Regions from separate parts of the Ovis aries genome. Here region 1 is linked to region 2. A link is a contact called in public Hi-C data. All regions are on one chromosome and are shown on one strand. Each heading gives the region's core, a stretch centred on a gene start, on an enhancer-like site or on the middle of the called end of the contact. The rest is flanking DNA. Distances are from core to core; before and after follow the strand shown.

Evidence for each region. Hi-C and Micro-C count contacts between places; a contact is called where the count stands out from the background.
Region 1: a Hi-C map of mixed tissues shows a contact between it and region 2, with 3 times the contacts expected there. The contact joins two enhancer-like sites. A contact is called at or near these places in 8 of 16 Hi-C or Micro-C datasets (blood, hypothalamus, liver and 4 more).

Annotation. Positions count from the first base shown.
Region 1 is chr5:43,524,909-43,530,508 of ARS-UI_Ramb_v3.0, forward strand. No RefSeq gene overlaps it. Among named protein-coding and RNA genes, the nearest start is that of PPP2CA, 22 kb to the left of the region's middle. Within about 2 kb of position 2,308, at least 8 of the 54 cell types and tissues checked have an H3K27ac peak or open chromatin away from gene starts, as enhancers often do.
Region 2 is chr5:43,336,958-43,342,222 of ARS-UI_Ramb_v3.0, forward strand. No RefSeq gene overlaps it. Among named protein-coding and RNA genes, the nearest start is that of VDAC1, 24 kb to the left of the region's middle. Within about 2 kb of position 2,739, at least 7 of the 54 cell types and tissues checked have an H3K27ac peak or open chromatin away from gene starts, as enhancers often do.

The DNA.
Region 1 (5,600 bases), core at 1,058-3,557, 190 kb after region 2:
CTAGAGAAAAGCCTGAAAAGCCACGAAGAACCAGTAAGCCAAAAATACATAAAGAAAAAATATATATACATAGAATGTTACAGAAATACAGGTTGGTTTCCATAGTTCCCAGAGATGTGCAAAAATTCCCTAAATTCTGTTCTGTTGTTGTTCAGTCACTAAGTCATGCCAGACTCTTTGTGACCCCATGGAACCCAGGCTGTCCTTCACTATCTCCTGGAGTTTGTTCAAACTCATGTTCATTGAGTCGGTGATGCCATCCAACCATCTTGTCCTCTGTCATCCCCTTCTGCCCTCAATCTTTCCCAGCATCAGGGTCTTTTCCAAAGGGTCAGCCCTTTGCATCAGGAGGCCAAAGTATTGGAGCTTCAGCTTCAGCATCAACCAATCCTTCCAATGAATATTCAGGGTTGATTTCCTTTAGGATTGACTGATTGACTGATCTCCTCACAGTCCAGGGGACTCTCAAGGGCCTTCTCCAACACCACCATTTGAAGACATCAGTTCTTAAATCCTATTTAAAAGCTCTCAAGTGTAACACATTTTATAAAGCTAATAATTATTTCCTCAATTATGTTCCTTTTGAGTCTAGATTTTTAAACGCGTTTTTGTTTTTCTTAAAATGAAACAATCCCAGTTAGACTTGCAGGAGGAAATCACATGCTTTTGGTGTTCAGCATTCCTTGCCACTCCTGTGCCACTACTGCTGTAGCCACCTTACTGGTTTTTCTGCGTCTCATTCTGCCCCTTCACACCGAGTTGTCTTCCTGAAGCACATATCTAATCCTGCCACTTCAATAATAGGCATTGAATGTTTCCATCACCTTCCAAAAACCCCAGTTCCTTAGGATCGCATCACATCAAGGTCTCTGAGCTGTGCCCTGACTTATCAGAACAACCCTATCTCCCACCGTTCTCCCACCCACATATTCTGCTCTCCAGTCACATCAACTAATAAATGCTTTTAGAATGTGGTCCATGATTTCCAAACACTAAGCCACTTGCCTCACTTCCTAGAATAGAGAACAATATAGCCCAGTGATAAAGAGCATACCCTTCTATGTTAGACTAGATTCAGTTCTGACTCCGTCACCTTCCAGCTGTGTGAGTTTGATGACTTAATCTGCCTGAGCCACAAGTTTCTTCCGCACTAAAATGGGGATATTGACCGTGCTTTTCTCATAGGGTTGCTTGGAGGATTCTGTTGGATTATGCATGCAAAATGCTTAGCACAGTGCCTGGCACACATTAAACACCCAATATATGATGGCCCTTATTTCAATCTATTAAGGTCCATCTATCTGTCAAAAAACACTACCCCTTGAAGCATTTTTAGTTCCCCTAGTCTCATCTCTCCCTCTAGGATCCCACAGATCATTAATAATCTCATTCTCAACACTAACTACAGGGTTGGCCAAGATGTTCTTTTGGGTTTTTCTGTATGATGTTATAGAAAAACCTGAAGGGACATTTTGGTCAACTCAGTATTATTATTTAGATACTCTGCTCTACTTTACTGAATCTCTGCCATGTACTAACTGCCATAGCGAATAAAAGATGGAGAAAACTTGGATCTTTGCCATACAGGTATTCACAATCTAGTTACCAAACACTGATAACTCAATACAATTCACTCAAAGACAATGTTTGTTGAATAAAGCTGTGGCTCATTATCATTATGAAACTATTTTTCCTGAGGTTCTCTTGTACAGAATAATCTCAAAGTATGACCTAGATTTTAGTCCTAGTATGACCTAGTATGATATGATCCTAGTATGACCAAGGACCATGACCATTTCCCCTACTACTAAACAGAATTTACCTCTTAAGAACATATATATAGTGAACATAGCTGAGTTTAGGAAACTATCGAAGGAAAAGTTGTACCAGTGATATTGTCAAATTCAAACAATGCCATCAAACTATGACTTCCTCTGTTCCCAAAGCTTTTTCCAAGATAAGTACACAGAGTGTTGGATCTAAAATATGGCCCAGGGCTAGAAGCACTTCTACCCTGCTTTTCCTGATGATGCAGTTGTGATGTGTATTCTTGGTGTACCTGTAATTCAAGGGCAGAGCAGACGGTGAAGGCTGCATGTCCACGCTGCATCCTCTAACCCTGTCTAGAGACTGTCAAGACCACGAGGTCAGTGACTACCACTGAATTTTGGCTGTGGAAAGCTGGCAGTCCTAACTGCTGAAAGAGTCCTCTGCCTGTATGAAGTGATGCTCTAAATCAGTGCCAGGTTCTCAGGGTCAACAAGGCTTCGGGTGAGACCTGCTCAGGTTCCTGCTTCACCCAAATACCAGTTGATGACTCATACAATGTTTCCACACAGGAAACAGTGCATGTTTGGGGCCTGTGAACAGAGCACATGTCATCAAGATGGCTTCTCATGAAATAATTGCTCTGGGCTGCCAAAGAAAGAGGAGTGGCTCCTCATCCTGGGCGGAGCTCACCACCCCTTTCTCCTGCTGTCCTCCCCTCCAAGCTGCCTGGCACTGTGACCAGGAGCAGAGCTAAGCTGGTTTCTTCCCTCTCCCTCCTGAGTTCTAGCTCTGTGGGTAACGGTGGGAAAGGAAGCCTTATTCAACTATAAGCAGCTTTGCGATTTTTGAAAACATCCTCAAAAGTCATGTGTATTTCAGACATGCATCTTGTTTAAATGTTTTTAAGGACAGTTCATTCCAAAATAGTTAAAAACATGTCTCACAGTTTGATCAGTGTCAACCATGTTTCCAGCACACACAGACACACACACACATATATTTTTTTCTTTCCTTCACAACTGAGTATGTCATCTATCTTGTGACATCTGGCATATAAGAGTTCAGCTGAGGCTTAAGGTTCGTTAGCACCCTCTTAGCACCCCTAAGGAGCTCATCTTTGTCTTAATGCAATCACATTCATGAAAGTGGGGCTTCTCTTGTGTTTGTGTGTGTGCGTGTGCACATGTGTGTGCCCAGTGAGGCTTCTAATCACTAGCATCAGCAGTCTCATTTTTCCACTGCAAGTAATTTTTGTTTTTACCCCAGAAAGAGTAAAATATTTAAATTGTCCCATAAGCACCATTATGCTAACAACGAGAGCAACACTTTCAAGACTGCAGGGCATATTAGACTTCAATAGCCCAAATGATGACTGAGAGCCTGAAAATAAGACAGGTTCAACTAAGGAGAAACTGCAATTACAGTGAATACAAATGTAAAATGTCTCAGAGAGGAGGGTGCTTGTTCTATTAAAGTAACCTGTGTACGGAGAGCATGTGATGGGTTTCAATCTGTTAACATCAATACTTTCATGGGGCTGTCACCTCACTCTTTCATCTCATCCCACACCCTTCTCCAGTTTCAAGGAAGAGCAAGGATAGTAGGATGATGGAAATAAGTATTTGTTTAGCATGGATTATTAGTAAACAGAAAAGTATTATTTATGTCTTTACTTGACATGGTAAATATTGAGTAATAGCATAACCATCTAATGGGGTTTTAAGAAAAAAGATACGTTACAGGAACTTTTTACACAGTCTATAAGAACAAAAACCAACATTCTCACAGAGTTAGATGATTATCAGTGATGAACAAACCCAGCTTCTGTGGAAATGGTTGCTGGTTTCCACAAGCCACATGAAGTCTAGATTCCGAGCCCATTGATGAAGGGAGTGAGCTGCTCTTCACTCAGACTGAGATCTTCAGCCCCACATATTTTCAGTAGAACTTTATACTTAATGCCTTACACAGGGTAGTCCACCAGCAGTTTAAAAAAAAGTAAAAGAGAGACTTGATTCAAACAAAATGTAAAAACAGGAGAAATATGGAATTTGAACACTGACTGGGTATTGATAATATTAAACTTCAAAACTGTTGTAAAGACATAATTATATCTTTATAAAAAGAGGACTTAGCTTTTAGATATACACATTGAAGTATTTAGGGAAGAATTATACTGATGCCAGTATTTGCTTCAAAATAATACAAGAGGAGAGGAAATAAGTAGGGGAATGAATGAAATATAATTGACCACATGTTAATAATTGTTAAATCTGGGTGATAAGTACATAGGGGTTCATTGTGCACGTATCAAAATGATACTCCATCTACTCTTGTAGATGTAGATGGATATATACTCTTGTTTATATTTGAAACTTCCCACAATAAATTTTTTTTTTTAATTTTGGAGCATTGGAAACAAAATTAGATGCAAAGAATCCTGCCATGGACAAAGTTGTTTTTTAACTGGGGAAAAATAAGTTGCAGGAGGATATGTACAGGATGATGCCATTTAATAAAATGTCAAACATGCCAAACAGTACAATACAGATTTTAAGGGTACCTGCATAAAGTCAGGAAGATAAGAATGGTATTCCAGATACAAATTTCAAAACTATAGTTATTGGAATGCAGGAAAGGAAATGTAATTGATGGCTACACAAGGGGCTTCAACTATTTTTCTAAAGTTTTACATGTTGTCATGGACACATAAGTGATTATTGTATTATTCTCTGAGCATCTTTATATTTCTAAAATGTTTCACAATAAAAACATATAAATTAAAAATAAAAATGAAATGGAAAGTGGACAATCATCTGTAGGGATGTCTGAAGAGTCCTGCACTTCCTGTACTGACTTTTAAGAAAAATATCCATTTCTATCTCAGTTTGTAAGAATTGGGTTTTGTTTAAAATATTTTTATTATAAAAATACAAAAATGTAACTAGCATATTTAAAGAATAGTAATAAAACAGACACTGTTGAAGTATAGTAACTCAAGAAACTCAACATTACTAGTCCCATAGAAGTTCCAGGTATACTCTCTGATCACATTCCCAGCAGATAGAGTTGCTATCCTGAATTTTGTGTTTGTTAGTACCACCTTTTAAAATAATCTAATCATATACTGTATATTTTAAGATACAGTTTTGCATGTTTTTAACTTACACATGTGGAATCATATTGTGACTTGCTTTTTTGATGAAAGATGTTGGTGAGATTTATTGATGTTGATGCACTGGAGTTGTAGTTCATTCACTTGAAGACTCTGTGTGTGTGTGTGTGTGTGTGTGTGTGTGTGTGTGTGTATTAAATATATCATTGTTCATCCAGTCTATTGTTGAAGGACTTCTGGTTTGTTTCCAACTTTTGCTACAGTAAACCACACTGCTAGAAACATCCTTCTGCTACTTAGCTCCTGAAGCCCATGTGCAAGCCCTTCTCTAGGGTAAACACCAGGGAGAGGGATAGTTGAGTTAGTGCAGGCTCATCTACAACTTGAGTGGATAACGCCAGATTTTCCAAAGTGGTTGCGCCAATGTGCATTCCCACCAGCACTGTATGATACACCCTACTGCTCCACATCCTCACCAATACTTGGAATTGACAATTTTTGCCAAATGTTATTTTCTTACTCAACCTCAATACAATAATCAAAAGTAGGATATCAACACTACTATAATAGTACGGTGTTAATCCAGAGTCCTCATTCAAGGTTTTTCCAGCATGTTTTTAATAGCAAAACATGCTAGTCCAGGATCACATGTTTTATTTAGCTTTCATCTCTCTTCTCTTTCAGTATGGAAAAGTTCTTCCGTCTCTCCTTGACT
Region 2 (5,265 bases), core at 1,489-3,988:
TTGGAGTTTCAGCTTCACCATCAGTCGTTCCAATGAACACCCAGGACTGATCTCCTTTAGGATGGACTGGTTGGATCTCCTTGCAGTCCAAGGAACTCTCAAGAGTCTTCTCCAACACCACAGTTCAAAAGCATCAATTCTTCTGTGCTCAGCTTTCTTTATAATCCAAGTTTATAGCCTGCTGCTGCTGCTGCTGCTGCTGCTAAGTCACGTCAGTCATGTCCAACTCTGTGCGACCCCATAGATGACAGCCCACCAGGCTCCCCCATCCCTGGGATTCTCCAGGCAAGAACACTGGAGTGGGTTGCCACTTCCTTCTCCAACGCATGAAAGTGAAAAGTGAAAGTGAAGTCGCTCAGTCATGTCTGACTCTTCACAACCCCATGGACTGCAGCCTACCAGGCTCCTCCGTCCATGGGATTTTCCAGGCAAGAGTACTGGAGTGGGGTGCCATTACCTTCTCCAAGTTTATAGCCTAGTCCCCTGCAAATAAGAAGTGCAACTACCCTGCTGGAGAGAGAGGCCCAGCTGCCTTCCCACCCCTACTGTCATCCCCAGTAACCATCTCCAGCTCTGCCAAGCTCCCAGCTTAATGCAACCAAAAGCATGACCCCAGGCAACACAATATGGAACAGAGGAACCTCCAAGCTGAGCCACTGCACTGGCGCAGGCTTCGGATGAGTGTGGCTCAGACAATGGCGAGAACAGCAGTGAAGGTGGGGTGAGTGGAGAAGATAGATGAGCCTGTAGGGCTCAGTGATGGAGATGATCCCTCTGGCTGTGTATCGAGGGGCTGATGCTGTCTGTACTGAACTGGGAGCTCTGAGGAGGGTCAGGTATAGAAAAGACAGCGAATTTGGGTTTGACTATTGGAGGCGCCAAACAGCATGGGGGAAAGAGAGTCTGAGAAGAGGAGAGAGCAATCAATAAAGTTGACCTGATTTTTTTTAACAATTACATCATTAAATATTTAACCAAAATAATAGGAAAATGTCCCATTCCCGCTGACTTCCCTGGTTGCCACACACGCTGGCTGGCCTCATTTGGGGCTTCCCTGCCCCAGCCTTGGGCTTCCCTGGTGGCTCAGAGGGTAAAGCATCTGCCTGCAATGCAGGAGACCCAGGTTTGATCCCTGGGTCAGGAAGAAGGAAATGGAGAAGGAAATGGCAACCCACTCCAGTATTCTTGCCTGGAGAATCCCATGGACAAAGGAGCCTGATAGGCTACAGTCCATGGGGTTGCAAAGAGTCAGACATGACTGAGTGACTTCACTTCACTTTGGCCCAGCCACAGGGAGAGGCCCTGAACTGGAGCCCCCACTGGAGCCCACCTGAAGGCAAGTTGCTTCCCTGTGTCCCAGGGCTGGTTGAGCCAAGGGTGCACTCCCAGACACCGACCAACAGGTGGCAGCACATGTCGTGCCGGTCACCAAGAGGCCTCTGAACAACAAATTATCTAAGAAGCTTTCCCTGTGAGACAGGCATCAGTTCAGTTCAGTCGCTCAGCCGTGTCCGACTCTTTGCGACCCCATGAACTGCAGGACACCAGGCCTCCCTGTCTATCACCAACTCCCGGAGTTCACTCAGACTCACGTCCATCGAGTCGGTGATGCCATCCAGCCATCTCATCCTCTGTCGTCCCCTTCTCCTCCTGCCCCCAATCCCTCCCAGCATCAGAGTCTTTTCCAATGAGTCAACTCTTCGCATGAGGTGGCCAAAGTACTGGAGTTTCAGCTTTAGCATCAGTCCTCCCAAAGAACACCCAGGGCTGATCTCTAGAATGGACTGGTTGGATCTCCATGCAGTCCAAGGGACTCTCCAGAGTCTTCTCCAACACCACAGTTCAAAAGCATCAGTTCATCGGCGCTCAGCTTTCTTCACAGTCCAACTCTCACATCCCTACGTGACCACAGGAAAAACCACAGCCTTGACTAGACTCCCGCATTTACACTGGCGGCTCATCTTCAGACAAAGATTTCAGGCCACTAGGGTGCTGGGCTAGTTCTCTCATCCAACTCCAAGGGCAATCTCCAGGGAGCATCTGGCAACATCTGGAGAGACATTAAATTGTCTCCACAGGGGAGCATGCGCTTCAGGTGGATGCTGGAGAGAGGCCAAGCCCGCTGCCAAGCATCGTTCACAGGACAGTCCCCACAGCAGGAGTCATCTAGCCCAAAGGAGCAACAGTGCCGAAGGTGAGAAAACCAGTTTAATCAGATTCTCAAGAGTGGGTGCCCCAGGAGTTTTCAGACATCCACAGACCAGGGGCCACTGGACTAGGCTGACTCCCAGCCTCCCCTCCCCCAGCAGCCATGAGAGGCCTCTGTTGCCTCCCTCACCTGCGGTCTCCCCTCTCCTCACAGACCTCACCTCTTTCATGCCTCACTCAACAGTTCCTGATCCGCAAGCATGTCCTAGGCACTGTGTCAGCCCTGGAGAGACCGCAGGGGATGGAAGCTCCCTGCCTATTTCGCAGAGCTCAGAGGCTGCAGGGACAGACAGCATATTTTCAAATGTAACGAGTGCTATGTGGACACAAACAAGGTACTGAGATACCAAAAACTAGAGGGGCTTCAACCAGCTTTAACCAAGAGGACTGAAAAGGCCTCTGAAAGGTGACAGTTGAAGTCTGAAGAAGGAACCACCCTCTTTTATTGAAAGTAATACTAACATGCATTTCTTTGCATTACTCACCATCTGTCCCCACCCTCTTACTGTAACTGCAGCTATGTTCCTGTTTGTATAATAAATTCATCTCCAGACCTTGACCCTGAACTGCTATAGCATTTCAGCCATCCCTCAAGGATGTATACATTGTGTCATCCTTTTTTTTTTTTTTTCCTTATTGCTGTGTAGTTTGGTGTTGGTTATTTGTAACAGCATTCAATGTTTCAGTGTGGTGAGAGTTTTCTAAATGGTTCCCCATTTGTTGCTCGTTCATCCTGTGGGAAAAGACATCCTAGTCATCTAATAAGAGTTTCTGGAATCATGGTCAACTCACCTATCTCATCAGCCTGGAGTTGCCCTCCACCTCTCCTCTCCTGTGAGTGTCCACTGAGGTAGGTGGGATGCCCACCATCTTACGGTGGGACAGGACCTTGAGATGGGCAAATGGACCTCACATCAGGGGTCAAGAGGGAACCTTGATAAAGTATGGATTCCTGGGCTCTGCCCCCTTTGCCCAATCTGGATCTCAAGTATAGGTCAGTTTAAAAGGGTTTCCCTGGTGGCTCGGTAGGTAAAGAATCTGCCCACAATGCAGGAGACCCAACCCAGGTTTAATCCCTGGATAAGGAAGATCCTGTGGAGAAGGGAATGGCTACCTACTCCGGGATGCTTGCCTGGAGAATCCCATGGACAGAGGAGCCTGGTGGGCTACAGTCCATAGGATGACAAAGAGTCAGACATGACTGAGTGACTAACATGTTCCCTTTTTTTTCACTTTTCAGAGGATTTAAAATATGTCCACTTACTCTTTCACAGTCCTTCCTTCGAAAGGTGGATCCTAGTTCTCCTCTCCTTGAATGTGGACCAGAGGATTTAGTGACTTGCTTCTCATGAAAAAAAAATGCAGTAGCAGTGATACCATATGACTTCCAAGGCAGCTCAGAAATGACATCAGAGCTTCCACCCTGCTTTCCCTAGTATCGCTCACTCTGGGAGAAGATGGCTGTGTTATAAGGACACTCAAGTAGCCCTGATAGAGGCCCACGTTGGGAGGAACTGAGTCCTCCTGCTTACAGCTGTTCTCTTTTGTCTGAGACAGTCCCAGAATTAATTCACACTAAAACCCCACATCCCAGGAAACTTCTTAGACCTTGGCAAGTAGTCCAGTCACCCCAACAGGCAGCATCACCTTTCCAGCCAGTCCTCCAGCCCCAGGCCTGCCACCGCAGCCCTGATCAATATTTCACTGCAACTTCATGGAAGATTCTGAGCCTGTTTACATGGCTGAGTCACTCTTTAACTCTTGACCCCCAGAAATTATGCAAGATAATAAAGGTTGTTTATTATGTCCCAATGCACTGACTGTTGTTTCAAGTCACTACATTGGGGCCAATTTATTAAACAACAATAGATGAGTAATATGCTCAGGACTCTCTATTTCATGACACTCCTGGGTGACATGAGCTGTGAATCAACAAGAGTGAACCATGGATCTGGTCTTATTCCCTAAAGCAGCACTTCCAATAGATCTTTCTCCAAGAGGAAACAGCGGTGCATCTGTGCTGTCCAAAGTGACAGTTACTAGTCAGCTGCAGCTACTGAGCTTAGAAATGTGACTGGTAGATTCAGGGAACTGAATTTTTAAATTTTAATGAATTCAACTTTAAAGATTACACGTATATAATTTCACTTATAGAACATTCTCAAAATGACAAAATTATGGATTGGAAAGCAGGTTAGTAGTTACCAGGGGTTAGCGATGCTTGGGGAAAGAGTGATGGGTGTGACTATAAAATGGCAACTTGTGAGAGATTTTCATAGCCATGGTAGTTTGGGTCTTTTTTTTTTTTTTTTTTTTTTTGCCTGCACCAGGCCAGTTCTTGGTGGTTTAGTCACTAAGTCATGTCCAACTTTTACAACCCCATGGACTGTAGCCTGCCAGTCTCCACAGTCTACAGGACTTTCCAGACAAGAATACTGGAGTGGGTTGCCATTTCCTTCTCCAGGGGATCTTCCTGACCCAGGGATTGAACCCAGGTCTCCTGCACTGCAGGCAGTTTCTTTACCAATGGAGCCACCGGAGAAGCCCTTAGCTGCGGCATTTTAGTTGCCTCATGTGGGACCTAGATGCCCAACCAGGACCTGGGTCTCCTGCACTGGGAGTGCAGGGTCTTAGCCACTGGAGTGCCAGGGAAGTCCCAGCCGTGGAGTAGCTCCGTCTCTTGATTGCGGTAGTGGTTACATAAACGTACACATGTGAGAAAATGATACAGAGCTATACACACATTGTACCAACATCAGTTTCCTGGTCTTGATATTGCACTACAGTAATAGTAGATGCAACCATTGAAAGAAACGGGCAAAGGGTACATGAGACCTCTTTGCAGTGTTTTTGCAACTTCCTGCAAATCTATAATTGTTTCAAAATAAAGAGTTTACGTTTTTTTAAAATATGAGATAAGCATGAAGCATTAAATAGCACAGGTAGCTAGTGCCTAACATGTTGGACCGTGAGGCCCCTAAACAATGCGCAGGTCCTCCTGGAATATCTTTGAGTCATTTGGCCTCTGTTCAGATCTTCCTGGTGACAGGGAACTCA